Linked DNA regions of Urocitellus parryii: region 1 is linked to region 2. The links are chromatin contacts, called in public Hi-C maps. All regions are on one chromosome and are shown on one strand. The core of a region is the stretch at or near the end of the contact, and the rest is flanking DNA. Distances in the headings are between cores, read along the strand shown.

Region 1 (5,885 bases), core at 50-2,549, 220 kb after region 2:
TGGGGATTGAACCCAGGGCCTCGTGCATGCGAGGCAAGCAGTCTACCAACTGAGCTATATCCCCAGCCCTCCACTTTAGCACTTTTTTGGAAGCACTTTTGGAAGGGAGCAACTGCAGCTTGTGGCTGCTGGAATCTATTGTCCTGGCATTTCCTTTCAGAAAAGGCCTTCAAAGCTCTGCCCATTTCTGGAGGCCACACTCCTGACTCTTCTTATCCTCCCAACTCCAGCTGCCCTGGCCCAGCACAGGAACTTTCTTCATATTTGCCCTGTTGCCCCTCATTTCATTTGTTTGTTCATTCATTCATTCATTCATCAAACACTCAGTGATCATCTACTTTGCACATGTCCTAGTGTAGTTACAAGTCCTTTGACATGGATCATTCTGAGGAGGAAGCTGTTATTGAATGTGGAGAGATTTATCCAAATAAATATCTGTATTTAAAAATGACCTAATTTGTCTTTGGCATCCATGGTGCCCGAACATCCCACGGCCCTCAGCCCACCACCTCCTCCTTCCTACCACCAGCCCTCACCTACTGCCCGCCCTGCCAGCTCTCCATGCCATGCAGTTTCTGTTGCACTCTCCCATCCCTTTCACTCTCTGGCTCCCTGACCCAGCCCTGAACACCAGGGAAGGGTCAGACCTCCTCCTGCCATGCTGGAGAGACAGAGGCCCATTGAGGCACTGCAGCAGGCATACAGCGCCCCCTTGTCTCCCCAACAATCTGCCTTTGTCCTCTGCTGCAGCTTGGTCCTGAGGGTGCTGCTTGGGCTGGGCTCCAGCTCTCACCCTCCTTAAAAGGAAAAGGGAGAAAGGACCAGCCAAGGAAGAGGGTTAAGGTTATAGGAGGGGGAAATAAACTTATTCAGGCTTAGGTCAAAGAGGTGTTGTGGGGTGTCTTACTCTTGCCCCTGTCTAATGCTTACTCCCAGCTCCTGTAGTTTCTTTCTGATCTCCTTCTGTCTTCCTTCTCCCCTTTTCCAGGCTGGGTTGGGCTCCCAGTAAGGGGAGGGGTTGGCCACGCCTCTCAGCCCTCCCAGCGTCCTCCTAGGGGGCTGGTGCAGGCAACAGCAGAGGCTCTCTGGGCAGCCTGGTGAAGGCCCATCTGGGAGGCCTCCCCAGCGGCTGCCTTTTCCTGGGCCCCCAGCAGACCTCTCTGCTTCACTTTCAGGTTTATCCAAGTGGCTTCTTGCTCCTGTCTGCTTTCTCATCCTGCCAGGTTTCTGGGTCCCTTCCTGGGCTGGTGGCAGTGTGTGGGTGGGTGGGTGGGGCAGTGCCCAGTGGTCCCCACGGAGATGTTCAGTGCTTGGAATCGCCGGGACCGGCCCCCTGAGGAGGGGGCAGCTGCAGAGCTCCAGGGCTTCGCTGTGGACAAGACCTTCTTCTCTTCTCTCAAAGGCATCCTACTGGAAACTGAGCTGGTAACAGCTGCCTCCCCAATCTGGTGCTTCTGTCTCCCCCATCCCCAGCTCCCTGTCCCACCAGCCCTGAGCTGGGTTCCCAGGTTCACAGCCCAGCAATTCTCTTTTCGAGCTTCTCCCGTCTCCAGCTGCACCTTCTTCATCTCCTGCTCAGCTTTCTTGCTGCCTCTCCATTTGGAGCAGGTTTCAGTTGCAGCAGGATGGGTTGAAGTTAGACAAAAGGGCAGCTTCCTGGGACGTGGAGGGATTGGACATAGGGATAGGACAGGGATAAAAAGCTGGCTTGTCTTTTCCCAGCCTCCAGGGTGACCACTTGTTGGCATGCCTAAGAAACCCAACTACCAAAAAGGGCAGATTTCCTACAGCTCTGCTTTATCTGCTGGCTGCTGCCCATGAACATCTATTTTCAGGAAGACTCTTCCCCCAGTTCCTTAGCAAGGCCTCTGCCTCTCTGTCATCCTGTTTATCTAGGGAGCACCTGCCTTCTAAGCCTTCTCTTTTGGTGTGGAATAAAGGCTCTGGTTCTCATTAGAGAAGTTTAGGACATCTGAGAGTGGAAAGAGCCTTGTGGGCCAGGGGCCACCTCCTGAGGTGCAGGGCCTTTGTGGGCTCAACTCCAGGGGCCTACTGTGTACTCCTGGGGGACATCACTCTAGAGGATCACCATAGGCTCATACTCCCTGGAGCTGTGCAGCTTGGCCTAACTGCTGGGGTTACTGGGGTCCCTGGGGCTAGAGATGGCCCTCTACGGTCAAATGCCTGGAATGGTGTCCCCGACACCAGGAACGGGAGACATGCCAGAGCTCTTCCTTATCCTCTCCAAGGATGGGAGGTGGGTGCCAGCCTGTGGGGTTCCTGAGGAGGGAAAGGCCAAGGTCAGGCCTGTGCATGTGTCCCCTTCCTGGCTAGATCTCCACACTCGGTCCTGCAGGCCCTGACCTTCATCATCTTCATCTGCTTCACGGCCTCCATCTCCGCCTATATGGCCGCGGCATTGCTGGAGTTCCTCATCACGCTCACTTTCCTCTTCTTCTACGCCACCCAGTACTACCAGCGCTTCGACCAGCTTAACTGGCCCTGTCTGGTGAGGAACCCTGCCTCCCTCACCCCATCTTGGTCCATCCTTCTATCCAATTGCTGAATTTTCCTCTCTTCTCCCAGTTCCCCTCCACTTCCACACCCCAGCTGGGCTTTGTCCCAGGTTATGCCCTGTATTCCACACTGTGCTTTTACCCAGACAGATTTCACAGCTACAGGGTCCCTGCGAACAAGGAGGATAGACATCCCTTAAGTCTGCCCTCCCACTCACCAGAGGCCCAGCCTCAGCCCTGCCCTGCCTGGGCCTGCAGGCTGGGAAGCTCAGCCACTGGCTTGGACTGACTCTGCCCAGTCCTTGGCTGCTGTGGACTCTGTTCTTATTCCCTGGATAGCATTGTGAGCTCTCTTGAAAGTGTCCAGGGCCATCCCTATATAGAAATTCAGGGTCCCCGAGGGTCAGGCTGCTGACTAGCCTGGGAAACCTCTGGGTGATTTCTCCCTGCCTTCTGACATCCCTGGCTCCCCAGGACTTCCTCCGCTGCGTCAGTGCCATCATCATCTTCCTCGTGGTCTCCTTTGCTGCTGTGACCTCCAGGGAAGGGGCTGCCATTGCTGCTTTCGTGAGTCCAGTCCTGTGGGGCACTCTGGTTCCTTAGGACCTCTGGCTGATGCTTGGACACTTCTTGTGTCCAAAGTGGAAGCCAATGCCTGGGATCTGGCTCACCCCTCTCCCTGTACATCCACCTCCCTCTCTCTTGGTCCAATGGCTCAATAGCCTCTGCTGTGCCATGTTGACCTTCCTCCCACAGGTGTTTGGTATCATCCTGGTATCGGTCTTTGCCTACGATGCCTTGAAGATCTACCGGACTGAGATGGCACCCAGAGCCACCCAGGGTGAGTCTGCTCCCTGAGATGCCCCTATCCCCACCCTAGCTGCCCCAGCCTGACATGGCTTCCATGCCTGGTTCCATCTTCACAGGGACTCAGCAGTGACTCCTGGGCTGTCTCCCAAGCCCACCCAGACACAGGGAACCATGAAGCCCAGATATGTCTCCTTTGGATTCATTGACCCCCTGGCCACCATCCCCCACACCAGGTCTACAGAGGCGTCTGCCCAAGAAGTCAGTGGGGATGTATCTGTGGAGCCTGGTGCCCTGAGCCTGGCTCCTGATGAGGTTCTGTCCAGAGGAGGAGGGGGAAGAGGGGAGGGAAGGAAACTGGGCTCCCAAATTAAAAGATTCAAATCCTACTATTGAGTCTTCTTGTTCCCCAGAAATTAAGGCAGATTAGGAATGCCAAGTAGTATTCATGGGAATGTTGCCTGGAGCAGGCCATGATCCCTATCTGAGACCAGGTCCAAGCAGTGAGGAGGTGGGAGCCAGCCTGAAGAAGCTAAAGACATTCACCAAAGCAAAAAATGCCCCACAGCCTGAGGTAGCAGAGGGAGAGATTTCTGAAATGCTGTGCTCAAGGCCACTCTGTTGTGTGCCTGGTGACTGGGCACCTGGAGTTCTGAGTCCTGATGTGAGGAAGTACCCCCTATCTACGTGTGCTCACCTCAGTAGGCTTGAGCCGAGGTGCTTGCCCCGGGCTTGTGTAGAGCTCCCCCTTGTGGTTTGGGGAGGACCTGGCCGGCAGGCGGCAGGGAAGAGGGCAGTCAGGGGCTTTATAAGAAGAAATTCACAAAATGCTGGCAGTAGAAGAGCTCTTAGATATCAGCAGGTCAATACCCTCATTCTACATAAGTGAAAATTGGGGCTCAGGAGAAGTGACCTACTGATTTGTTGACAGAACTAGGGCTAGAAGCCAGCTGTCCTAACACCTAGACAGGTGTTCTAGATACAGTATGATATGAAGCTCCCTTGTAGCTCTGAAAATAATAGACCAGCCTCATCTGCAGCTCTCTCCACCAATGGGCCCTCTGTCTCAGCTTGCTGGTTCCTCAGAGCACATTTCCTGAGTGCTTTTTGTCCCTGTGCTGTGTATCAGGCATTCAGATGTGAAGCCTTGTCCATGAGCCCTCACAGATTGGGAGACAGGCTGGTGGAGGGCTTCCCACAATGAAAGGTATGGGAGAGCTCAGCTCTAAGAGTTTGGAGCAGCACCCACAGCCTGGGAATCAGCCTGGCCTGGTCCATGGAGTTCAGTGCAGCCAGGATTTCCCTGCCCAGTCTAAGACAGGGCCCAGCTCAGTGGCTGCAATCAGCTGACTTGCTGTTCCCTATCCTGAGTGCTTGATTGTTCCTGTTATGAAATGCCTTCTTTTATCTTTTGGGGTGCTCCTTACAGTTGTAGGCCCCAGTCCCCAAGCCCTGCCTGGACCTTGGATCTTGAGCTCTGGGGTGGTGCTCTGCTTCCTGGGTCCTGCCCACTCCTCTCTTGGATTGACTTTTCCTGCCTCCTGTTTTCTGTTCTCCTATCCTTTTGCCCTGGCTCCTCATCAGATCTGACAGCCTCTCCTGGCAGGTTCTCCAAGTCTAGAACCAACTGGATTTTGTTTTCCTGGATTCTGCTCACAGCTCTCTGGTTTTATGTATAATTAATTCTCAAGACGAGGTGGCTGACCTGGCAGGAATGTGATTGGATGGGCACCACCTGAAAGGAGGGATAGAAGAAGATCAACTAGTGGAGTTGGGGAGCGGGGTGCCAGGTAAAAGAATAAGAAGGTAGTCTGGAGAGCCTCGTCAAAAAGTCCAGTGGAGGGTAGAGCTTTACTTTGAGCAAAAGGAAGTTAAACCAGCTGAACCCTGAGCAACTATGTGACTGGTCCTCAGTAAAAGCTCAGAGACAGGAGAACCTTGCTCAATGGTGAGTGACTGTGTATGCCTCTGTGCTTGTCCATGTCTGTGTGACAGTAAAAATGGATGAGCATTGCCACACTTCATCCACCCTGCATACTGAATGGGCTCAGCATTGGCTGGCCCTGGAGTCCTGGGATACCCTCATGGGGAGATGCTAACCCACAGAGGCTGGGAGTCAGACCCCTGGGGCTGCTGGGGGTAATTCCTGTGAGCTATTTCCAAGGAGCTGACTAGAATAGGACCTTTTCCACATCCTTTCCCTGTGCCTCCCTCCTAGGCCAGCTCTGAACCATGTTGGGTATCAGCAGAAAATTTGTTTGCAAAGATCAGATATCCCAGGACAATGTTAATGCCGGTAGTGGCCTCAGAGATGGGTAGGCAGAGGGTAGCTCCCGCTTTGACACCAAAATTCTGTATCTCAGTGTCTATAATTGGCTCACCCTGTTGGTGTCTTTATTTCTTCCACTGCTAAAATTTCTGTCCCCCTTCCTTGGGATTGACCAAGCAGAGCTAAGACTCATGCTGCCAAGCAGGACACCTCACTTCTCTGGGCTTGCTTTGATTCCCACAGCTCTGATACAGGGGCTATGGCCACCAGCTTTCTTGATCCAGGATGGGCTT
Region 2 (5,495 bases), core at 1,079-3,578:
TCCCAGTTGAGCCTTTCCCAGGTGATAACTGATTCCTCTCCCAAACACTTAGATTCTCCACTTTTAGGGAACCAGAGCCCCTAAAATAGCGGTAAAGGATAAAGATGGAAGTAGGTAGGTGGAAACAGTGGTGAGGGATGTCACCATTGACAATGGTGAGGCTATCAAACTGAAGAGAAGATACAGAGTGCTGGATCAAGAGCTAAAGGACCATAAATATCGCAGAGCCATCAGGAATTTTCCTTGATCACCTAGGGCAGGAGCTTTCAGACTATACCTTCAGGCGAGAGCAGGCTAGCACAGAGACTGTATGGTGCTGAAATTGCCCTACCAATTCTAGGGCTCTGTCAGCAAAGTATCCAGAGTTGCACCAGGTTGTGTGTGTATGGTGTGGGGAGCCTCCCTTCTGCTTGCAGAAGGACAGAGTGGGGTAGCTAGGGGCAGGGACAGCAAGTTCAAGGGAGAGAAGAGCAAAGTGACAGACCTATGATCTGGCTGTGTGGTAGTTGGGAGAGAGCTATAAGAGACAAGACTTATGTAGACCCAGGCACACGGCATTACCTGGCCTCAGGGTCCCCTGTGCTAAACATGTGCATGCACATGAAAACACATGTGCACACGCGTGCACACAACACACACACACACACACACAAACAGGCCCAGGCCCAGGCCCAGTGAACAACCCCAGCAGCAAATCACAGTGCAATTTATTCAGAATCATTATGGGTCCTGCCTTCCTTAGCCATCAGCTGCCATTGTCAATGGTCTTGGATTTGGTCTGTGAAGGTCTAGGGTCCCAGCAGAGTAAAGATCTCCAGGGTCAAGCCAGGGGTCTAGTGCCCACAGTCCACCAGTCAGATTCAGCTGCAGCCCCCTACACCCTTGATGAGGTTGGCAGCCTCAGGGATCTGGCGAAAGAGGTTGCGAAGGGTGTCCAGCTCCTGGGTGAGCTGCTCAACACGGCTGCGCAGGCGCTCATTTTCCGCCATGTACTCCAACACCTTCTGTTGTGTCTCTAAAATCCGCCTCTTGGCCTTGTCCCGGCTCTTGCGCACTGCGATGTTGTTGCGTTCCCGCCGCAGCCTATACTCCAGGCTGTCTTTATTCACTGCTTTCTTGCCCTTGTGCGAGGGGCCGGCTGGAGAGGGCGCCTTGAGAAGGGGACTGCAGGGGGGCGCGGCAGCAGCCAGAGGGGCCTGGAGGGGAAGGCACAAAGGTATGGAGTGATGAGGGCTGACCAAGAGGTCAAGTGGAGACAAGTAGGAATCTCAGCAGCGGGGCTGGGGGGATCCCTTGGGGGCGTCAAAGAAATCTAGGGTTCTGAGCCAGCTCCTGTTTTCAAGATAGACCTGTCATTGCCCTGCCTTGGTGAAAGAAAGTAACCCAGATGCAAAGGGTCCTCTCCCTCACACCAAAAATCCCTTTTATGCTCTCACACTCTCCAAGGACACTTTTCCTCCATTTATCTGTGGTGAGGCTCTTGTACAATCGACAGGCATTTCCTCTTCAGAAGCGGGAGGCAGAGAAACAAGAAGAGGGGCATGGTGGGCAACAGGGAAGCTGGCAAGGGGTCTGACATCAGCTAAGATCAGCCAGCCACGGGGATTTCAGGACAGAATGGAGTTCAGGGTGAGAGTGAGTTCACAGAGAAGGAAAGAGTGGGCTCATGGTCTGGTAGTGAGCACAAAGAACCTTGGGTGAGTCCATTTCACAGAGCAACACCAAACACAGACTCAGCATAAGCAATGGTCTCATAATTCCCCCCTCCACATAGCCTTGCTGCAGCCCCTGGGTAGCAGGGAAAACTGGTTGCTCTTACCTTGAGGACACGCAGGGGCTGGCCGGGTGCTGCCAGGGTTGGGGGCAGGTGCATGGCTGTCTGCCCACAGTGTGCCACTTGGTACTGCAGGGGATTGTAGCTGCCTCGACTAATGCCTCGGCTACCCTCTGGCCCCCGAGGCTCCTCCTTCACGGCCACAGCCCTGGGGTCGTAGTTCCCTGGGCTGCTGTAGATGCCAGGTCCCAACGCCTTCCTATCTGGGCCGAAGGTATGTGGGGGATAGGCGAAGGGTCGCGGGTCAGGCGGCAGGTAGTGGGGAAAGGCAGGAGTTCCAGGGACCTTAAGGCCTCGGGTCTCAGGCGCTGGCTTCATGGCAAAGAGGTCGGAGAGTAGTTGTTCCTCCCCAGACTCGATGTAGGCAGAGAGGTCGATGGAGGCCTCATGCTCACACATGTCCCCCAGCTCCCCAGGCCCGGCTCGGCCCTCTGAGAACTCAAGTGGCTGATGGCCACCCCGGGGCTCACACTCATAGTAGGTCCCGTGGGACATGGCCGGCCCGCCCCTTTGGCTCCCCGCCCCTGGGCCCTGCTCTTGGGGCACCCCTTAGGATGCTTAGCTTGCCTTCTGTCGATCTCCCCCTGCCCTAGATCTGCCCTCTCTGGTCTACTCTGTCACCCACTCATGTGCTGCTTCTCTCCTCTCTCCTCTGCTCTGCTTCCTTTTCCTTCCTCTGCAGTCAATGCCTCTCTTCTCTTCCCTTTTTTCCCCCTCTCTCTCCCGGGGGTGACTTAGGGAGGGGCTGGGCACACCCCAGAGGGAGGGATGCAGGCCTTTGAGAAAGGGGGGCCCCTGACCTAGTTAACAGCTGGAGCACTTTGGTGAGGTCCAAGCCAGGTCTGGAGATGCACAGGAGCAGAGGTTTTGGAAATACCTCCACTCCCTTGAGCCCAGGGATTCCAAATCCTTGCTGAGGATTCCAAATCCACACCTCACTCTGAACGTCCTCCTCCTTCCCAACTGTGCAGAATGAGGTGCCAGTTCAGAGTGAATAGAGAAAGCTCTCTTCCAGTGCCGACCCCCAGCTTGGTCTGAACTCCTCCTTTGACACGCCTTCCTCTTGGTCCCCCCTCCAGAGCTGAGCTCCACCTACTCTGGGGGACAGTTGTTCCTTTTGTAGCCCCACCTCCCAGACCATTCTTCTGAGTGTTGGCCTGGAGGTGTTGTTTGAGGGGTATTGGAAGTAGTGATAGATCCTGGAAACAAGCTATGCACAGAGGTCTGTTGCAGAGTGTGGTCATTTGCTAGGTTTATGCATAGGGTCTGTGCAATAGCCCAAACACTAACATGTTTCCAGCTCTCACTACCTCTAGCAGTCTGGCATAGTCCCTGACTGCCTGGGAACAACTGAGGTGCCTGGTCAGGACTTGGGCCCTGCACCCCAAGACTGGGGGGCCACTGCCCCCAGAACTTACAGACATGCTCCTCGGGTGGCTTCAGCACATCTCTCTTCCAACTGCCCTGCATTGCAAAGATTCAGGCTGGCATTTTGCCCCCCACTTTGGGCCTGAGGCTCTGCCCCCGACTTCCTGTGCCCTGGGCTGCCAGCTCAGGAGCTCGCTGCAGCTCAGTTTGCTGTCTTTCCTTTTGCATGGCCGTTTTCTGACCTCCAGCATGTGTCTCTTGGGTCCACTTCCTCTTGGAGGCTTGAGACGCCTTCTCTTTTGTCATTACCTCTTCCTGGGGCTCTGTTTCAGAGTCTTTAGGAGAAGCCCATAGCTCCCTCTTTGCATTTCTTGATATTGTGCTGTCCTCCAGCTTTCTTTTTCTCTTTCCTTTGGGAACTCTCCACTCTGGCATGTTGGAGACACCTGCTATGGCCCTCCTTTCACCTGTGAAGCTTCATCTTCAAAAGGGGCCCAGGTACAGTGAAAAGAAAAGGACACATAAGAAATATGTTACTGGCCCTTTTATTACCAGCAAGTGCTATAGTGTCTTGGGGTTGGTGGGGGGCAGTGCAGAAGTTTTTATAGGCTGGGTCACTATGAGTGTGCCACAGTAGGGCACATATGGATGGGCTACATGTCACATTTGCCAAGTCTTGATAACATCCTCCTTCCCATCCTCCCTACTCCACACCTGTCCCAGGTGCTTTTTTGTGTAGTTTGAAGTATGGACAGATATTCTTTATCATCAAGTCCTGACCTGGCATGCTCCTAGATACAGATCTCAGAAAATAGATAGGAGATTTTTCTTCATTTCAAAGGACGCCAGCCAAAAGAGGTACCAAAGCCAAGTGACTTCAATTTGGTGGCAGTGCCTGAATTGACCACTAGGTGGCAATATTGGCACAAAATTGTGGATTTGGGAGTCTGCGGTTGTTTGGAATCAGGTGGACTGCAGAGGGCAGCCTTTCTCAGCCCTGGCACTGGCCAAGACTGTTCAACATTGGGAAGAGGAGGAAAAGGGGCAGGGATGGGGGGCTCGCAGTCAGGTTACCAGGATGAGGGCTTGCTGGGAGCAATGGTGCCAGTGTTTGTCTCAAGGAGGAAAATTTCTACCCTCTCTCTGACTTTGAAATAATACTAATGGTTAGGGCTTGTATTTTCTGACAAATTATGCTTTTTTGGTGATTGAAACATTCCCTTTTTCCATGCTGACCATTTTGCTGTTGTTAAGTAGGAAGGAAGGCAAGGCAAGCAGTATTTTTATTCTTGCTTTATCAAGAAGGAAAACAAGACTGAGCTGCCCAAGGTCATGTGAGGATGCCTTACTGATTTCAGAAAGGGTCTTGGGCTTGTAAGTGAGATGGCCTGGGGCCAAAGGGATGGGGAAAAGGTTGCTGTGTGACTCAGTACCTCCTTCACCCGCCTTGGGCCACCACAGGGAGGGAGAAGTCAGCGTCAGCAGCAGTGAAGTGGGTGCTGGAGGAAGTAGGGTGGTGTGTGTGTGCAAATAGAGCCTGCAGGAAATGAGAAAGTCAAAGCTTGGGCCATGGTGAGATAAGGGATCTTAGCCCCTGGCCTCCCTGGTGGGTGCTGACGTTACCTGCACACTGCCATCAGTGTTGCCCAGTAACGGGGACAGCTGTGCTCCTGACATCAGGGCCAGGGAGGGGGCTCCTGACAGGATAGGATAGGAGTGAGGTGGGAGGGCAGTGCCTATCAAGGGCCCCTCGGGGATTCTTGCTCAGGAGTGGAAAATTTTCTTTTCAGGGCAGCAAGATAATTTTCTTTTCATTGCTGCATCTGCTACCTGTTTGGATTATCTAAAATAATGAGTGTCATCTCACACTCTGTGACTGATCTCCTTCAAGCACCATGTCTTTGGTGAACCAAGGCTTCTCCAGAGAGAGATGACTGAGCATGGTGATGGAGTGTTAGAAAGGGCTCAAATCAGCCTCTGTCACTTATTGATGACCTTGGGCAAATTACTGAGTTGTAAAATGGCAGTAGTAACACCTCCTTCATAGGGTTGTTTAATTAAACTTTGAATAAGATAATACATGCAAAGCAACTAGTCCCTGTAAATGTTGATCTCCTATCTCCCTTCCTCTGATCTCTCTTTGCAGTTCTTACTGTGTCTCCAAAGCGCAGACCTACTACCTGCTGCCTTGTATGTCACCTCACTTCCACAGATAGGCTTTGAGCACACAGGTACCAGGCCCTGCCCAGGCTCTGCCATGTACTGTACACATTCTTGGCTTCTTTTCACTGGG

The links. Hi-C and Micro-C count contacts between places; a contact is called where the count stands out from the background.
Region 1: a contact with region 2 is called in a Hi-C map of liver, with 9 times the contacts expected there. The contact joins the promoter of Cmtm5 here to the promoter of Cebpe in region 2. A contact is called at or near these places in 2 of 2 Hi-C or Micro-C datasets (liver and muscle).

Annotation. Positions count from the first base shown.
Region 1 is chr6:36,474,033-36,479,917 of mUroPar1.hap1, forward strand. Cmtm5 (CKLF like MARVEL transmembrane domain containing 5) reads left to right here and starts at 1,300. Exons shown (of 5, transcript XM_026406060.1): 1 at 1,300-1,425; 2 at 2,357-2,509; 3 at 2,991-3,083; 4 at 3,273-3,357; 5 at 3,443-3,519. The coding sequence starts at 1,300. The coding sequence ends at 3,456. It overlaps Trnaa-cgc (transfer RNA alanine (anticodon CGC)), which reads right to left and starts at 64; the gene lies at 1-64.
Region 2 is chr6:36,255,733-36,261,227 of mUroPar1.hap1, forward strand. It overlaps Cebpe (CCAAT enhancer binding protein epsilon), which reads right to left and starts at 2,329. Exons shown (of 2, transcript XM_026406053.2): 1 at 1,820-2,329; 2 at 837-1,196. The coding sequence starts at 2,329. The coding sequence ends at 861. The region is part of intron 2 of Rnf212b (ring finger protein 212B); the gene reads left to right.